Regions from separate parts of the Mus musculus genome. Here region 1 is linked to region 2. A link is a contact called in public HiChIP or PLAC-seq data. All regions are on one chromosome and are shown on one strand. The core of a region is the stretch at or near the end of the contact, and the rest is flanking DNA. Distances in the headings are between cores, read along the strand shown. Region 1 overlaps Zfp74 (zinc finger protein 74). Region 2 has its middle 15 kb from the start of Gm38982.

Evidence for each region. HiChIP or PLAC-seq counts read pairs in DNA pulled down with a chosen protein or histone mark.
Region 1: a contact with region 2 is called in an H3K27ac HiChIP or PLAC-seq map of embryonic stem cells, with 3 times the contacts expected there. The contact joins two enhancer-like sites. A contact is called at or near these places in 1 of 39 promoter capture datasets (liver) and 2 of 115 datasets of contacts at active chromatin or transcription factors (embryonic limb bud and embryonic stem cells).

Annotation. Positions count from the first base shown.
Region 1 is chr7:29,939,855-29,946,564 of GRCm38.p6, forward strand. Zfp74 (zinc finger protein 74) reads right to left here. Exons shown (of 6, transcript NM_178384.4): 3 at 3,637-3,691. The coding sequence starts at 3,651. Among named protein-coding and RNA genes, the nearest start is that of C230062I16Rik, 8.8 kb to the right of the region's middle. Within about 2 kb of position 3,092, at least 26 of the 459 cell types and tissues checked have an H3K27ac peak or open chromatin away from gene starts, as enhancers often do. A contact at or near this core is called in embryonic stem cells, where this site is marked.
Region 2 is chr7:29,536,958-29,543,395 of GRCm38.p6, forward strand. It overlaps 4932431P20Rik. Among named protein-coding and RNA genes, the nearest start is that of Gm38982, 15 kb to the right of the region's middle. Within about 2 kb of position 4,449, at least 4 of the 459 cell types and tissues checked have an H3K27ac peak or open chromatin away from gene starts, as enhancers often do. A contact at or near this core is called in embryonic stem cells, where this site is marked.

The sequences.
Region 1 (6,710 bases), core at 1,842-4,341, 400 kb after region 2:
TGTTTGCATTCTCATGAGACAGAGAGGGATGGATCAGGACGGGAGGGAGGGAGGCTGCCGTAAAACTCACAGGATCCCCTCCCTCTGCCTCCAGAGTGTTGCTGCATGTGAAGGTATGAGCAAGCCACCATGCCTTGCAAGAATATGAATTTTTATGCATAATTTTTCATCATTTGGGAATTTTCACATCATGTACCCCAACACACTCACTTCTCAGTCCTCCAAGGTCTGTGCCCCCGCATTGTGACCTTCCCCCAAATAAAATTTTAAAAATAGTCCATTTTGTGTTACCCAGATGCTCACTGGAGCACAGTCAAACTCCAAGTGGCCAGCTTCATAAAGAAAACAGAGTCCTTCTCTACCCGTACCCCACCAGAAGCCTGCAGTTGTAGAGAGCTGCACCCCAGAATTCTTATCAAATTTTTAAAAAGCTCCATTGATGATTTTCCTTGTAGGCTGTTCCTTTGGGGGTGTGGGGGGAGGTGGGGTACGCTGTCACAGAATCCTTCTATTCCATGTTCCTATCTCTCAGCTGTATATGTGCCACCATTGCTACCACTGCAAAGTCGCTCCGTTGCCCTTTAGAGTCAGTGCGAGCACAGACCATGGTCTTCCATGTGGTTTCTGGTGACAGCACCCGGCCTCCGGCATCAGCATGGTTTCCAATGGCAGTGCAGACCCCAGACATGGCCCTCGGCCACAGCACAGGCCAGGACACCATCACACCTCCACACCCCTCAGTGTTAGCATAGGCCAAGGACAGCAACACGGGCTCAGGCGACAACACAAGGCACTCACATCACCATGGCCCCTGGCAGTAGCACCATCCATACACATCAACATGAATTCAGACGACAGCACAGGCCACATGCTTCCAAATGGCCTTCAGTGGTAACATGGACCATGGACATCAATAAGGCCTCCCAGCTGCAGTAGGACCACGGACCTTCACATGAACTTCAGTGGCAGCATGAACCACGACATCAATATGGCATCAGGCAGCCACACAAACCCTGGACATTCGAATGGCCTTCAGCGGTAACTCAGGATACAGATACTAACATGGCCCCTGGCTGCTGTAGGACCCAGGACATCCACATGAACCTTGGGCTTCAACACAGCCTGGGGCAGTGGACCAGAGATACCACTGTGGCCTCTAGGGGAAGCAGGGACCATAGAGATCTTCCGAGGAGGCCCAATTCAGAAAACATTTCTCATCTCGAACATCCTGTTGTTCAGAGCCCGGGCGCAGCATGTTTGAGGCTGAGTCTGCGCAAGCTTCAGGCTGCCGCCCAACACCATTAGCCACGTTCCCTGTCCACAGCAGCCATCTCTCACATCTGTCATCAGGGTCTCTACCTCTGCCTCTCTCCACTGCTCAATCACTGCACCACTCCTCCATCTCCCCCTCTCTACTTCATATAAATAACATCGGAAACTGCAGTGCGTCACAGTTTGTTTTTTGCCCAAACAGATTTACATGCGAATACTCATTGTAACGGGTCATCTGTCATCAAAAATATTGGGCCCTTGCCCAGACTTGTCTCTGATAACCAGAGTCAGGGTGATAATGTGGCTAGGCAGGATGCCCCAGGGGCAGTTTCTGTGCACGCTCCTAGCTGCTGCATACCTCCCTGCCCTCAGTGTCTGCCAGTTGGGGGTTCACCAGGCGTGACCTGTGAGCAGCACCCCTTCCCTACGCTTTCACTCTCCCAGCAGTGCAAGCAGCACAGGCTGCAGCCACAGCGGCTCCATGCTGGAGGGTTTAGGACTAGCCCTATACAGCAATAACATGTTTCTGAGGGAGCTCCAGGATGCTGCCTACCACCCTGTCCTTGTTTCCTGCAGCCCCACGGCTCACCGGGCACAACTGTTAAGTTTGTAGGATGTAGGCCAGCCAGGCCGCCGTACTGCCTCATCGGTACTGGCAGCCCCGTGGTGCATCAGGCACAGCCTTTGTGCTTGCAGCTTGCTGGCTGAGATGCAGTGGCAAAGGGTAGTCATCATTCTCTGCCATGTGTAGATATGTTCCACCATCTTTCCAATTTCTTACTTTTCCATTAATTAACTTATTTATTCACTTTACACCCCTATCCCTGTTCCCCACCCCATCATCTTTCCAATTTCATGAGTCCACTTTTCAGAAGCATCCTCCCATAAGACTTGTCTCCTCCCACCCCACCCCCATACTTGTTCCAGAGCTGCTTCGGGCTCTGCGGACTCCCTTTCTGCCGCCGCATCACCCTTCAGAGCCTCCCTGCGTCTCTCATGCTCCATAGAGCTCCCCTAGCTGAACTGCTGAATTCTCATGCATTTTGGAAACCCATAATGCAAGCATTAAGCCAAATCCACCACAACGAAGTTTGACTCTGCAGAGGTGTTAGAAGCCGAACAGTGAGCTGTGTGAGGCGGTGTACGGCTGTAGTCCTGGAAGGAGCAGTTCAACATAGTCCTTAGCTACATGCCCAGCACGGGAGATGGTTCTGGCTGGCAAATAAAGTTGCTGGTGGCCAATGGGTGGGCAAGGAGACAGAGGTGGGACTTCAGGATGTGCAGACAAGGGACCAGGGAAGTAGGAGACCTGCATGCCATGCCAGGGAAGTAGAAGGATTAGGCCTTAGAAGTGCAGGACAGAGAGACAGCCAACGTGTAAGAGTCGGGGATCATGGTCCAGGAGGGTGCAGGCTGGGGCAGCCAGGCTGGAATGTAGGTTTTAGTAAGTAATAATTCAGGAGCATGGGAAGGGAGAGTGTGCTAGCCATGTGAAGGTTTGGGAGTGGCCCTGCCACTTAGCTGCTTAGGGCATATTAAATATAAGGCTGTGTGAGTGTATGAGAGAGAGAGAGAGAGAGAGAGTGTGTGTGTATGTCTTTCATTTGAGAATCTACAACATTGGGGAAGTAGAGAGGAACTCACAGCCACTGCTGGGGAGGTTAGAGCTGTTTAATCAACTATGGCTACAGACTTCATGTGAATGGGTCCATTGGAGTGTAATGTAGTCTCCTGATTCTTTCACTGTGTTGATGGGATTCCTGCTGTGAGTAGCAGTGCTCTCCTGACTGCAGCACTTGACTTTTTAGAGACACTCCCTTACTGCAGTGCTTGACCATTTAGAGACAGTCCCTGAGTGCTGTGACACGCTCCACCATTGGCAGCTCTGGATTGTGTTTACTGTGCTGCGGATGTTCATTTGTACTCCTTCTGATTCTCCTTCTAAATAGCTTCTACTTAGACAGAAACTATTTCATCTTTAGTCAAAACAGAGAAACAAAAAATGCAGTCTTTACCAACTGCAAAGAGCCACAAAGCATTGTTCTCGTTGACCCAGGCACCAATGAGAGGCTTGTTCCTGTGATGAAATGATTGGCTTTAGCCTTATAAATAGTGAAAGTGGTACGATGAACTTGACGCCTGGTTTACGCTACCTAAAAGAATGAGACTAAAACTTGAGACCCAGCTTTAACCTCTCTGAACTGACCTCATACAACAGCCACACTGGAACTCTCCCTTACTTTTAATCTTCTAATGCTACTTCCTCTGGGAAAAAAAAAACATTTTATGTATACAGACGTTCCAAATGCATGGCACCGGTTATAGTAAGAAGAAGCAGAGGATGAGACAGTATGTAATATTTACCTCAGACTCGGTCATTTCCTCTTCTTTTTAGGGGGGAGGTCCTGAGCAAGCTGAACTGGCAAAAAGAACAGAAGTCATTAAAGCACAGTTGACTCTGTGGTTTCAGAAAGCTGCATTGATAACTACAGTCTGTGGTATCACCTTGTTGACGTTGTGAGAAGATGCACTTCTGTGTTTTCAATTGTTGGTTCTGTTCCGGCACAGAACTAAATGCGGGCAGAACTCTGGTGCTATCTGTGGCTCATCACCAGGTTTTCTATTTTGTAAATATTCGTCCTTCCTCACCTACTTAAAGGCATCTAGAACTGTATCAGAGGTTGTCTCACTGCTGATTGGTTGTAATAAAGATCTGATGGCCAATAGCTGTTGGAGGTTGGTTCTAATGCTTTGATTCAATTGGGAATCTGAGTATCCAAATGCTAAAGGTCCTTGTCCCCAATTGGTTTTTGATCCATCAATAAACATGCCAATAGCCAGTGGCTGAGCACTGGGCAGGACCTTTAGAGTTGCTAGGGCTTGGGCACAGAGAGGACCAGAAGAGAATCGCTGTGACTGCCTACTGTTCACTGAATTTCTTGAATCTGTGGTTCACTAATTTTGGAAAAATCCTCAACCATTATGTCTTCAAACTTTTTTTTTCTTCTGCATTCTCTTTTTCTCAGATATTCCAATTGCATGTGTTAGATACTTTCTCCCTCCATTCTTGGATGCTCGGTTCTCCCACCACCCCATCTCTAACACTGTCTATTTTAACTATGGCTGTGATAAAAACACCCTGAGAAAAGCAACTCAAGGACAAGGGGCTTTGTTTTGAGTCACAGTTAAAGCTACTGCAATCTGTTGGGGTGGTTTTTTGTGCACTGTGTAAAGGCTGTCTTTGTATTCTTTAAATGCTGATTTCTGAGCTGGCAGAGAGTTGAGTGCAGATGGCTTGGTACTGTTATTCAGATGGCTACATCATAGTTTGTAAACTCTCCCTCCCTCCCTCACCTTTTGATTGGTTTAATGAAAGGTTAATCGCCTATAGCAAAGGAGGAGAGAATAGGCAGGACTTCTGGGCAGAGACAGGAACTCTGGGAAAGCCTCTGACATAGGAGGATTCACCAGCCAGACATGGAGGAATGAACCAAGATAACTGATGAGCCACATGGCAGAACATAGGTCTGAATATTCTTGCCCAAGGGAACTGGCACTATTAAGAGGTGTGGCCTTATTGGAGGAGGCATAGCCTTGTTAGAGGAAGGGTGACATTGTAGAGACAGGGCTTTGAGATCTCATATATGTGATTATGTGTGGTTAATGTGATCCAGCGACCCTCTTACTGGCTGCCTGCAGCAGACAATCTCCTGCTGCCTTCAGATGAAGATGTAGAACTCTCGGCCCACTCCAGCACCATGTCTGCCGGCATACTGCCCTGCTTCCCACCATGATGATAATGGATTACACCTCTGAAACTGTAACTCAGCCCCAGTTAAATGTCTGCCGTGGTCATGGTGTCTCTTACCAGCAATAAAATCCCAACGAAGAGCAGGGTGTGGTGGCGCACACCTTTAATCTCAGCACTCGGGAGGCAGAGGCAAGCGGATTTCTGAGTTCGAGGCCAGCCTGGTCTACAAAGTGAGTTCCAGGACAGCCAGGGCTATACAGAGAAACCCTGCCTCAGAAAAAAAAAAAAAAATCCCAACGAAGACACATATACTTAATTTTTTTTTTCTTGGTTTTTTGTTCTTAACCACTGAGCCATCTCTCCAGTCCCCGTGTAGCCATAATCTTATACTGATGGTAATCTTTATAATTGATGCAAAATTGAGGTTACAATTTCTTACATTGGTACAGAATTTATATATTGGTGTAAAATTAAGGTTTTCATTGGTATAAATCTGTATATTGATACAAAGTTTGAAATTAATATTGTTACTCTTAGATAGGCATTGTGCCTATGCAACTCAATTAAGAATACAAGGTGGGGCTGGAGAGATGGCTCAGCGGGTAAGGGCACTGACTGCTCTCCCGAAGGTCCTGAGTTCAATTCCCACCAACCACATGGTACAGCTCGCAGCCATCCATAATGAGATCTGACGCCATCTTCTGGTGTGTCTAAAGTCAGCTACAGTGTACTTATATATAATAATAAATAAATCTTTTTTAAAAAAAGAATACAAAGCTTTGACCCAGTTCTTCTAATAACTGTTATTACAAACTGTTCAGGACGATTAAGTAACACAAGTTAAGGGCCAGATAGCAAACTCATGGTAATGTTAGACTCTGATTTAATTATAATAAAGTGTTTTCAATTTACTCAAATAAAAAGAGTAGTTAAGGCTTAACAGTTCAGATATACTTTACATAAATAGTCTTCAAAAAAACATCAGTAGTCCACAGAATGTGAAATTTAATGTTATTTCATTATTAAGGATCATTTGATAATGAGACATGTCTGCTCCTGACAGCTTCCCCGTCCCCTTTCAGAGAAGAATTTGATCATCAAAACCTCCATATAGAGTTACTCCAGTTATGACAGTGTAGCCACTGGACAAAAGTTGTCCTATTCATCTACAGATAAAAAATACTGTGGGATTGTTGACAGTTTAGCTCTGCCAATACAAAGTAAGCTAGTCCTTCATAGTTCCTGCTTCATTTCAAGGTCTGTCAGATGGTTCTGGGCCAGAAGGCTGAAGACAGATGCTCCGTTATAAGAAACTAGTGGCTGTCCAGGTAGTCAGCCGTCTCTGCAATTTGTTTAGGTGTTAGAAGCTATGTTTTTATGTGTCCCACATATTCAGGTAGTAATTTGTTCTCAGATTTCTGATGGGGTTGAAGACCAGTTATAGTCTCATAATCAAACTCAAGTTGTTTAGCATTGAGTGAGATGATGTAGATTTGAAAGGATAGTTTTCAGATAGTAATGAAAGCTAAAATCAGAACATTATTCAGCTACAGTATTGATAGGTCTTTAAGTTAGGATAGAAGGTAGAGTATTTTATCTAAATTGGCAAAACTGATGTACTAGATACTTTTAATATATACCATACCTCATAGTTTACATGACTGTTACAATTATGTTCCATGTATTT
Region 2 (6,438 bases), core at 3,199-5,698:
AGTCCTTGAAGCCATTGTGCACCGTCATAAGCAGGTTGCGGATTCAAGATCTTCAAAACCTAGTAGAGAACCTATGAGTCCCAAACATCTGAAAGTGATTCCTCCCATAAAGGGAAGGGAACAGGATGACTGGCTGAAACCTTCAGCTGTCCCCATACCAGGATCATTAGCTAACAAAAGGGTTACAGACCCAAAGGTTATACACTGGCGTCTTCTAGGAGAGCCACACAGAAGTACACGGCTGCAGCAGTTATCCGATGCTCTGGATGAAATGGAGACACGGTCTTTTGATCCTACCACAAGAGATATTTTGACCGATGTTCATTCTTCCATAAACAATCAGACCCTGGCACTGATGTTTCAGAAGGACTTTGGGGACCTTAAAAGTAAAAGCAGGTATCCCAAACTGCCTAAGTTGGAGAAAAAGCCTATCTCCAAAAAACCGGAAGAGGTACCTCCATGGGAGACATTTGTGGCACTCTACCATGTTTTGCGGATGCTACAGCAGCGGTATGCCAAAGACAGGGCTACTTGGATGGAAAAGTTTTACCAGCTCATGGACCTATACCAGATTAAGTCTCCTGGAATCCAGAGGCTGCTGCTGGACCTGCTCCTGACTGAAGAGCCCCAATCCCAAGAGTTCATCTCCAAAGAGACTGTGGAGGCCAAAAAGCTGATGCCCGGGGAACGGCTGCTGTACTGCTTGGTTTGTGGTAGCTCCCACCCCCCACAAATCCCTCTGGAGTTCCGGAATGTCATACCCCTCCCCGAACAGAATAACGTGTATACCATTAGTCCCAAAGGCATTACCAAGTACGGAATCCTGGAACTTGCCTGGAAGAGCCTGCCCCAAGCTGACATTCATCTCATCAGGAAAGAGTCCCATGTCATTGTTCCCACTCCCTAGCTTGGGACCGGCTAAAGGCCAGGAGTTTCCTTAGCTGGAGAAAGGCCTGGCCATCAGAAACTAGACCTTCATCTCCAGGCCTACACAGGTAGAGCCAGGACTAAGTTGTTTGCTTATTTATTTGTTCTTTTCCATACCCAACTCTAGAAAACAGTTTCTGTATGTGGAATAAACAGAAAGTACTCTTTTGCAACAAACTTTGATGTATCCCTTTAAGCCAGTGTTAAATGTGTTTCTCCCAGGTCACCAGGGAAAGCAACCATGTGTCTGACAGTGGGACAACCTCCCCAAAGCCAGTTGGTGTATACCCTGTTAAAGGTGAGGAGGTCAAAGAGCCTCCCCTACCTTTCTCACCATCCACAGTTAATCCTAAATAAACAATAGAGAAAAAAAAATGAGAAAAACATTAGTGTTTGCTGGCACGACAGAGGACATGACTCTCTTCCCTGGGGACAGCTCTGCTTGCTAATGACTTGAGACTTAAGTAGCAGATGTCTAAGGCCTTAGTTTTGCTGGGATCTCACTACGTAGATGCATGCCAGCAAGAGGTTTGCTTACTGAGCCACCTTACTGGCTTCCTGAATATATACTGTTTTAACCCTATCGTTGCAATGAAAACATCCTAAGTCACCCCAGGTTAAGAGCCACCTGAGTATCTATCCCGTAGATACACCAGTTCCGATGAATGTGGGGACCCCATCTGTTCCATGGCCCCAGCACTTGGAACACTGTCCACCTAGGAGCTATTGATATGTATTCTCCACCAATGAAATGAACCAATTCAAGCCAAATTAAAGTATATAAAGGCAGGTCTATTGTGGGGGTGGGGGTGGGGCAGCTCTTAGGCAGTCAAGGGAAGTAGCCACACAGACCAGGAGACAGAAAAGCAGGGAGCAGAGAGAGAAAAAGCATGCACCGGGGTGGGGGTGGGGGGAGGAGATGTGAGAAGGGGGAGGAGAAGAGAGAGGGAGAAAACCAAAATGTCTGGGTTATATAGTGAGGAGCCTCTTGGGGAGAAGAAGCCCAGGAAAGTTCAGGGTAGAGGACAGGGTGTGTCAGCCATGCCCTGTAACAGGTAGGGGCTGAGGGATGCTGGGAGAACCTGGAGGCCAGGTCCGCTTTGGTATGTTAAATAGGCACCTCAGCCACTTGTCCTAGGTCTAAATTCCAACTGCTGATCTGTCCATATTTCTCTAACTCTGACTTCTAATCTACTATCCTTGCCCCCACCCCTTCTCCCATGAGAAGATATATAAACCCGTCTTGGCTTCCTCTTCACCAGTTTAATGCATTATAACTCCCTCTAACCAGGTATGTGTTTCAAAGGTGGTGAGTCCTCTGTCACCTGCTTTATAACAGTGACTAAACAGTCACATCTCATTCTTCTGTTTCTAGTGGTTTTAATGAATGGATCCTGTGGTCTTCAGTGGCACCTTAAACAAATGTCTTAACTGAACACTCTACAGGCAGTAAATGTTCTATCAAAACAGAATTAAATACTCACTGTGCGAGGTTGCTCACACTTATAATCCTATCACTTGTGAGGCAAAGGCAGTAGGATTTCCACAAATTCAAGGCTGGCCAGGGTTACATAGTTCAAAACCAGCCAAGGTAACATAGTGAGTTCAAGGCCAGGATTACATAGTGAGTTCAAAGCCGGCCAGGGTAATAGTGAGTTCAAGGTTGGCCAGGGTAATATAGCCAGATTCTGTCTCTAAACAAGGACCCTAACGGTGCTGCAATCCCATTACTTGAGGAAAAGGAACTCAAAAAAGTTATTCTTGGCTACACAAGGAATTTGAGGCCAGAAGACACCTCATAAGACATTGTTGCCGAAGACGCACATCACACACACAGAGATAAAAAAAACATTTAAAAGGCATTAGTAAAATTGTAACAAACATAAAAAAGTTTAGGTATGCATGCTAGCTCTGAGAACTGAGCCCATGCTGTTGTCATGGAAAGCATCCATCCTAGCCCTGAGCTGCACATCTCTAGCTCCTATGTTACTAATTTTCAGAAGGTTTTGACATGTACATGTCTTTTTACCTTTATGTATTTATGTGCACCATGTGTGAGCGCGGTACCTGCGGAAGTCGGGGAGCTTCAGACTCCCCAGAGCTGGAATTGCAGGTGGCTGTTGGCATGCAGCTGCTGGCAACAGAATTCAGCTTCTCTTCAGAAATAGCATGTGCTCGACAGATGTGGTGGCACCCATCTTTAGTCCCAGCACCGGGGAGGCAGAGGCAGGCAGATCTCTGAGTTTGATTCTAGCCTAGTCTACAGAGGGAGTTCCAGGATGGCCAAGGGCTGTTACACAGAGAAACCCTTTGCCAAAACAAAAAGAAAAAGGAAAACAAAAAACAAAACAAATAGAAAACACTAGCTATGCTCTTACCTGTTGAGGTCTCTCTCCAGCATCCAGTTAGTCATATTTAATAGATGTATTGTAAAAGCAAAACAAGTATATAATTTGCAAATAGTCATGCATATATTGGTATAAATGATTAAAGGTTTTATTGCTTCAATGTGCAATTTTTTTTTTTTCTGAGACAGGGTTTCTCTGTGTAGCCCTGGCTGTCCTGGAACTCACTTTGTAGACCAGGCTGGCCTGGAATTCAGAAATCCGCCTGCCTCTGCCTCCCAAGTGCTGGGATTAAAGGCGTGCGCCACCATGCCCGGCTTCAATGTGGAATTTTAAAAGATTTGAGACCACTGTTAAAATGAACACTTGAAGCCTGACAACCATGCTTCCCTACAGGGAAGAAAGAAAGCCAATGAAAGGGAAGCCGATCAAGAATCTTGCCAAGGCCTGAATTCACGCAAGAAAACCAATGTCCAGGGCTGGTAAGACGGCCCAGTGCTCAGGAACACCCGCCGCTCTTGCAGAGGCCTCTAATTTGGTTCCTAGCACCCACACGGAGTCTCAAACTGCAACTCCAATTCTAAGTGATCTGACGCCACCTTCTGGCTTTTTTTGGCACTGCACACATGAAGGCAAAAAACACACACACTAAATAAATATTTTTAAAGACAGATACTTTAGATAGTTCAATCAGATGCTTTTTAATTGTGTGGTGGTGGGGTCATGTGTATACCATGGTGTGTGTGTGTGTGTGTGTGTGTGTGTGAGAGATAGAGAGAGAGAGAGAGAGAGAGAGAGAGAGAACAACTTTGAGGAGCTGTTTTTTCACTTCTACCTGGCCTAGGCAGTCTTGTTATTCTTGTCACTGCACTGCGTTGTCACCAGAGTGGCCAGTGCTTCTGTCTTCACATCTCATTGTAGAAGTACTGGGCTTACGGATGCCTACCACGGTATCCGGGGGTTTTTTTTTTGTTTTTTGTTTTTTTCAAAACACAGGTTCCAGGAATTCAAGTTAGGTCATCAGGCTGCCATGGAAAGTGTTTTTACCTACTGAGCTGTCTCCCCAGCTCCCAGTTAATGTTTAAAATAGGAAAATGGTTATAAACACAAGAGGAGGCTAGGAGAGTTGGGCGTGGTGCTGCACGCCCTTTGTTCCAGCACTCTGGAGGCGGAGGCAGGCAGGTCTCTGCACATTCAAGGTCAGCCTGGTGTACAAAGCGAGTTCCAGGACAGCCGGGCCTACACAGAGAAACCCTGTCTCAGAGAGAGAGAGAGAGAGAGAGAGAGAGAGAGAGAGAGAGAGAGAGAGAGAGAGAGAGAGAGAAGAGAGAGGAGGGAGAGGAGGGAGAGGGAGAGAGGGAAAAGGAGAGGGAGGGAGGGAGGGAAGGAGAGGGAGTAGGGTAAGAGAAACAAAACTGGAGGTGTGAGCCTTGTGGACCCCAGGAGGCAAGCTTGGTGGATCAGCAGCTTCATGCTAGTGCCCACCCACTGTTGGTGTAGAATTGCCGGAGGCAGAGCTGGACCTACCGGGACTCCTGAAACCCATTATACCCATTCCTGGTGCTGATGGGGTGGCCAGACTGGTCTCTACTGTCAGAACCAGGCAGACTACGTCTTCTTCTTCCTGCTTTTCTAATTTCTCACCAGAGTCTCCCCCTCTGGTGGATCCTAACTGGAAAGTAGCAGTTAAGGGATTGTGGGAAACGGGCTATAGGCTCCCTCCCTCAGCTACTGTGGAGGCCAGCTCCTTTGAACATAACTGCAGCCATTTTGTATTCAGTCTCCATTTTGCTCAGAAGATGAAATTCAGTTCAGGTTCTCAGGGAATTACGCACAGATGACACTGACAACTTCTCCTAAAAGGGCATAGCTCTGTGGTTGTAATTCTCAGGCTCAGTCACCCCAGTGCTCCGAGACTCCCCTGTTCACCACCCATCCACCACTCCTTTCCTCATGCAGGACCAATCAGCCTAAAAGCTAGTTGATAATTCTTTGTCTAGTCAGCCTTGCCTTCTGAACTTCTGAACTTGGCTTTTCCTATAAAAAAGCCTGCGATAAGAACAGACTGGTACCACAATTATGCTCCCAGGTTTTTGGGTTTTTTTTTTGGTGGCTGCGATCAATAAGTCTTGGGTTGTGCATTCAATAAACTATTCTTGCTTAACTGAGATCCATGTTTGTATGGTTTGTGGGGTGAATTCCTGAACCCCAACATCTACTACACAAAGCAACGAATGAAAGGGTCTGATGGAGTCTGTCAAATTCTAGAAAAAAACAGAACCGCGACAAGGCAAGGTTTTGGGTCACAATACATATTCTATTTTATGATTCACAGAGAGCTAAGAGTTAAGAAACAGTTAAGAAAGCCTGCTGCCTTTTAGTTCCCAGAACCCATATGACAGCTCCTAACCATCTATAACTCCAGTTTGAAGGGAGTTGTTACCCTCTTTTGGCCTCCACAGGCACTGCACACATTGTGCACAGATGTTATGTGGCGGTGAAACACACACATAAAATCTTTGTGGCTGTTGTTTTGAGACAGTGTATGTGTAGATCTGGCTATCCTGGAACTATCTTTGTAGACCATGCTAGCCTCAAACTCCCAGAGATCCGCCTGCCTCTGTCTCCTGAGCACTGGGATTAAAGGGGAGCGTCACTGCCACCTGGCTCAAAAAAAAAAAAAAAAAAATCTTTTGAAAATCAACAGAAAGCATTTTAAAACAATGAAATTTTAAATTTTAGTGGCTATGAAGTTCACATAGTTCAGTGAATGGGGCTGACAAACTATTCTATTTCTAAACTTGTGGCCAAAGATGACAGTTAATCTTCTGCAAGCCATCTAAGACGTTGAACAAAACAGCTGAGCGTGTTGGCTTACATCTGTAGTCCCAGCTCTGGGAAGGCTGAGTCAAGATGAGCATTGTGAGATTGTGAGTTCAAGGCCAGCCTGGGCACCAGCCACCCCATAATTCCCAGCCTGCTTGGTCAAACATGGGCTTAAGCTAATAGACAGTCTTTACTAGCCAGCTGGGAACTGCACTGGGTGTTGGAGATTCCACAGTAGCAGCAAGCCTTCAAGCACAAAAACCATACCCTGGGTTAACATACTTTAGTTACTTTAGTTAACAAGGATAGTTAGCTGTACTAACCAGAAGCAGAACTGTAG